Linked DNA regions of Mus musculus: region 2 is linked to region 1. The links are chromatin contacts, called in public HiChIP or PLAC-seq maps. All regions are on one chromosome and are shown on one strand. Each heading gives the region's core, a stretch centred on a gene start, on an enhancer-like site or on the middle of the called end of the contact. The rest is flanking DNA. Distances are from core to core; before and after follow the strand shown.

Region 1 (2,700 bases), core at 30-2,529:
CCAACTCTGGGAATTCTATTCTATCTGAAGACCTTCTGTCCTCTCACCAGCTTCAAAGACCATTTATCAGGCACCATTATACCCAACACTGTGTTAACATCAGCGAGGCATTAAATCTTCAAAGTAGTTTCTTATTCTACACTTATGTTGACACATTTAGGCGGGGCCTTAAATTCTCTATTCAGCTGAACGCCTTAGTTCCTGTCTAAGTAATTTGTCATCTAAGGCACCTTGAAGAGCGTTTCATTCTCACCAGTGGAATTCTACCATGTATGATGGCATCAATGCCAGAGTTCAAATCATAAAGAATATAGAGCAAATCTGAATACTACTGATTAAATATCACTCCTGGATTGGGTTACTAGATTCTGCACTTACCTAGAACTTTAATAAATAAATTTCAGTTTCACTATCCTTCAAATAAAAAACAAACAAACAAAAAACCCTAATCAAACCTTAGTTCCCTATAAAATAATGTTTCTTTCATTGTTCTAAACAAAAGGAGAAATTACTCTAAGCTGCCTTCACTGGAAACACTAGCATCATGGGAATTTTCACAGTTTTGTGACAATCCAAGGAGACTTCAAGGATGTTATAATTATAGCCACTGTTCATTATATATGTATTGTGCTGAGCGTTTTATATTCAATGCCCCGGCTTATTTTAGGCTTCCCTGCAGTATATCATAATCCCTACCTTCCCAAGGAGGAAATCAAGGCTTGGAGTATTTAGGAAGCTTTCCCTCAGGCCGCACAGTTTGCAGGTGTGTGCAAGAGGTGGATATCTGGGCACCATTCTGCTTCCTGGATCAGTATCAGTTCTCTGTGATGGGGGAACTGGGGGAACTCGCCATCACCGTGAAGATTGAGGAGATGAGGACTCATAATGCTGTCTGGGGAAGATTTCTTAGTACAGAGGACGAAAAGGAAAGAAGAAGAAAAAAAAAATCAGGGTTGCAGGGAACAGTCGCAGCTGTTGAATTAAGGAGAAAAGCTCCCCCTGGAGGGGCTCTGGCTCTCTTTCCTCCCACCTACGGAGAGCTCAAGCCCACTTAGGGCGCGATGATTGACAGGAGCCTACGAGCCACCGATGGAGGACCGCGTGGGGCTCAGAGCAAGCGTCAACTTTTCGGCTTTGCTTCTCCCATTACCTCTCCCCCCTCCCCGGACCCCACCCGGCACCCGCTGGAAGCTTCCACCGCCAGGGCCGCGAGGCAGACAGAGGCCGCTGACTGATGAGGGCGGCCGGGGCGGGAGGGTGCTGAGTGAGGCCGGGGCTTTCCTGCCTCTTCGCCCTGGGACCCAGGCAGCTCGCCCCGCCTGTGTGGCCTGGTCGGAAGGGGCGCTCAGGCCCAAGGCTTGGCCTAGGGTTCTAGAACCTTCACCTAGGCAAAAGAGGATGGTAGAAGTGAGGCCTGGGCCTGGGCCATGGCCATGGGGACTTGGAGACCCGTGAGGCCTGGGTTCCTAGGATAGAGGTAGTAAGGCTCAGGTTTTCCTCCCACCGGGGATTGACCCTGAAGACGGATTTCACTGTGTGGCTGACTGGGGTGCAGGAGAAGAGCAGGCCTCAGACGCCCAGCCCCCAGCCGCCCTGCTCGCCTCCTCCTCCTCCTCCTCCTCCTCCTCCTCCTCCTCCTCCTCCTCCTCCAGCTCCACAAGCTTTGCCAGCCTAGGCCCCAGCCTTCCCCACCCCTCCCGCTTTCCCTCCATCAACTCCAGGCCGAATTCAATCCGAGAGGGCTCCTTTGAGCTTTTGTGTTTGCTGGGGGAGATGTGGGCGCAGGACGGATCGCGTTACAACTTTCATTTCCTGAAATGTTTGAGGGAACATCCAGGGTTTTTATCCCCACATCAGGCCCGGCCGTGGGCTCGTGTTTCAGGTCTTGTCACTCAGCTGTCACCAAACAAACGAGGCTCTCAGAGCCCAGGAGAGGGAGAGAGAGCTACCTGCTATTCATGACCCCTGGAGCAGGTGATCGCTCATGGGAAAAACAGGTAGAATTAATCATAGGGCTGGTCGCTGCTTCCTCTCCTTTTTGGCAGAGCTGGCCACCGTGTGAAACCTATCAGAGATCAAATTAACTCTTTCTTGTCCCCCACGGGAACAGAAAATATTTTTTTTCAGAAAACTCAACACATACCCACACCCAATGACAGAATGAGAGTGTGAGGTGACATCTTGCATCCCACCCTACTTGGCAGAGTTTTAGCTTCTAGTGTTCCCTGAGTTTGGGGTAGAATGAGGCACTACCATGACACCTATTAGAAGTCCTACATGTTAGAAGAAGCCAAGGGTATAGTCCTAACCTCCAGCATCTCCCCCTGTTCACCTGGATACCATTACTTGCTTGTAGTAAAAGGGAAACTTCAAGAGGAGTTCCTAAGAAACTTCTGTTGTTAAGTATATCTCTGTCCCCCATCCTTCCCTCAGCTCTCAATATGTAGACTATCCACAGATCTCTGTATTCGACCAAACTCTCAAAATCTCCTCCATCATTTTCTTATTTACCGTTTGAAATTTTCATGCATGCATGTGATCAAATCCACCGCACTTACTTTCTCAACGCCTCCCATCTCCCACCACCACACCCTAACTTCATGTCTATGTTTTAAGCCCACGTAGTGCTGTTAGTGTGTGTATCGGTATAGGACCACCCCCTAGAACATGGCAACTATTAGGGGCTACACCCCTAAAGGA
Region 2 (2,763 bases), core at 53-2,552, 870 kb after region 1:
GTTTATTGTCTTATTAGACCTGGACATTATGTGTATTTCTAGAGGGCATTGTTTTTGGATTTGAATGCAATTTAAATGTACCATAGATATCTACATTATTATACAACCCAAAGTTAGATTGTAACAATGTACTAACAAGGCAAAGAAGAGATACTAAACAGTCTAGTGTCAGGTCAGTTTCAGAGACCCCAGATTCAGACTCAGTTGTGTCTATAACACGTGTGTGTGTGTGTGTGTGTGTGTGTGTGTGTGTGTGTACACACACGGGCACGAAGTGTTCCTTTGTTGGGCTTGGAATACTTTTAAAACAAACACACACCATACCCACAGACCTAACATTTATGCTTCCAAAGACCGACTAAAAATGATGGCTTTAATCCATAGCTCCCAGCATAGCCGGTGAGCAGTCCTGTCAAGGTCTGTAGGTTGAAGGACTTGTTCTTCTTTCAGTCTAAACAGTGAACTAAACTCAGTCTGAAACAATTCTTGCACCTTTTCTGCATCCATTTAAGATGATCTTTGTCAGTTTTTAAAGCAACATGAAAGCAAAATAAGTCTATTCAATGCCTTTTCCTGTCTTGTCAAATTCAGGCTTGTGCTCTCACTTATTGAAGCTGTTGTTTATTTGTAAATGCTTAAGATAGTTTATTTTTAAATGGCCCTGCAACTTCCCTCCCCTTGAGAGGTTTGGCAAGACGGATTTGTTTTATATTTTTATCTGCATTTGCTCAGTAGTCAAACTTTGGCCCAGAAAATCTTAATCACTTGGAGACTTCCCTTGTTGTGTAGCAAAGAGCGGAGACTGGAGACTGAGTGGTGTCGGTCACCTGGGAAGGAGGGACCCCACTCTAACATCAGGGGGGCTGGCTGCCAGAACGCAAAGTTGGCTTTTTTTTTTTCAACTGGAAACTCGGGCGGGATGGGCGGCGACCGGGTCCAGCCACGCAGCTAAGGAGTAAGCGAGCCTCAGAGAACTCTATAGAGAGCCGGGGCGGTGCGAGCCAGGCTCGGACCCAAGCTTGGCAGCCCACTCGCTCCAGCAGCGCCTCCCAAAGCCAGACGCAGCTTTCCATTGAAGGTGCAGAGACCCCCCCACCCCCAGACCTGGGCTCAGCCGCACCCGTCGCTCGCCCCTTTTTCTTCCCTCCCTAGCTGCACACAGACAAGCACGTGAGCGGGGCAGCTCGTCCCAGCTGGGGCTCAGCTGACCTCCTCCTGATTGGCTGAGAGCAACGTGGGCTGGGGTGGGGCCTGGCCGCCTGCGTCCTTCACCATTGGCTCTCCGGGAACCCGCCTCCGCTCAGGTGAGGCGGGCCCGCGGGCGCGCGCGTTGGGTGCTGAGCGGGCGCGCGCACCCCTCGGCTTTTCCCTCCCCTCGCCGCGCGCCCGAGCGCGCCTCCGCCCTTGCCCGCCCCCTGCCGCTGCTTCAGCGCCTCAGTGCACAGAGCCTCCTCGGCTGAGGGGACGCGAGGACTGTCCTCGCCGCCGTCGCGGGCAGTGTCTAGCCAGGCCTTGACAAGCTAGCCGGAGGAGCGCCTAGGAACCCGAGCCGGAGCTCAGCGAGCGCAGCCTGCAGCTCCCGCCTCGCCGTCCCGGGGGGCGTCCCGCCTCCCACCCCGCCTCTGGACTTGTCTCTTTCTCCGCGCGCGCGGACAGAGCCGGCGTTTAGGCCCGAGCGAGCCCGGGGGCCGCCGGCCGGGAAGACAACGCGGGCACCGATTCGCCATGGAGGGCGCCGGCGGCGAGAACGAGAAGAAAAAGTAAGCCGGGCCGCCGCGTTCCGTGGACTGGCTTTTTTTTTTTTTTTTTTTTTGTCTCCGCTCCCCTTCCGTCCCCCCCAGCCTCACGCGCCGGGCTCCCCCGCGGTCCACGTCGCCATCTTGGCGCTGGGGGTGGGAGTCGCGGGCCCTGCGCTCGGCGGGGCTGGGGTCTCCGCCCCGGACACCCGCCCCGCGCCGTCGCAGCCCAGCCTGCCCCGCGCGCCCATCCGGCCGAGCCGGCCAGGGCCGAGTACGCCTCTAGCTCCCGCGCCTTCCCTCCCCGTCCTCCGCGTTAGCCGCGAGCAGCGGGCCCCGGGCGGACCCTGTGCGCGCTGCCAGCTTCCTGGGGTCGAGGCCCTCCGAGGCCGACCCGGGGCTCCCCCGAGCCGCCTCGCTGCGCCGCGGCCGCCGTTGCCTTTGTAGGTTAGGGAGTTTCTTCTGGGGGCCCGAAGACGCTAACTTTCTAGTTTGCACGTGCGGGTTTGGTTGTAATCTGGAAAAACTTGCCTCCATCAGAGTAACGGGAATTTAGGAAAATGGCATCATTGTAAACAACTTCCAATTTCTACAAACTTGTGTTTGCATCACCTGTCAGGAGAGCCCAGACGTTATGTATCAATATGTGGCTGCCTCGTTCACTCCTGAAAATAACTTACGGATAGTTTTGGTTAAATTTAGGCCGGTAATTTCATGGAGTGGGGGCTATATATGATGAAAGCCGTCGGTTAAAATACTGAAAATTTATTGGAACACCTGAAAAGAATTGTTTCCAAAAACCATACATCTGAAGTGTGAAATCTTCCATGAGAATTCAGTGTAAGTTTATGAAACATCTTGTGGTTTGAGTCTAAGGAGAACATTTTAGAATTGAGTACAGCTAGTGGTGGTAAGATCGACCCCTGCCGCCAGCACACAATTTTGTCTACTTCGATATTTTAACCTTGAGAAAATCAGTTTAAGGAGTTGAAGGTTTGTAGTAAGAGCTGTGGTTACAAGGCTGGCT

The links. HiChIP or PLAC-seq counts read pairs in DNA pulled down with a chosen protein or histone mark.
Region 2: an H3K4me3 HiChIP or PLAC-seq map of craniofacial prominence shows a contact between it and region 1, with 4 times the contacts expected there. The contact joins the promoter of Hif1a here to the enhancer-like site in region 1. A contact is called at or near these places in 2 of 39 promoter capture datasets (cranial neural crest and hematopoietic stem and progenitor cells), 1 of 484 Hi-C or Micro-C datasets (myocytes), 1 of 115 datasets of contacts at active chromatin or transcription factors (craniofacial prominence) and 2 of 9 other capture datasets (adipose tissue and macrophages).

What each region holds. Positions count from the first base shown.
Region 1 is chr12:73,033,907-73,036,606 of GRCm38.p6, forward strand. No RefSeq gene overlaps it. Among named protein-coding and RNA genes, the nearest start is that of Gm51264, 11 kb to the right of the region's middle. Within about 2 kb of position 1,280, at least 58 of the 459 cell types and tissues checked have an H3K27ac peak or open chromatin away from gene starts, as enhancers often do. A contact at or near this core is called in craniofacial prominence, where this site is marked.
Region 2 is chr12:73,906,565-73,909,327 of GRCm38.p6, forward strand. Hif1a (hypoxia inducible factor 1, alpha subunit) reads left to right here and starts at 1,303. Exons shown (of 15, transcript NM_010431.2): 1 at 1,303-1,760. The coding sequence starts at 1,726.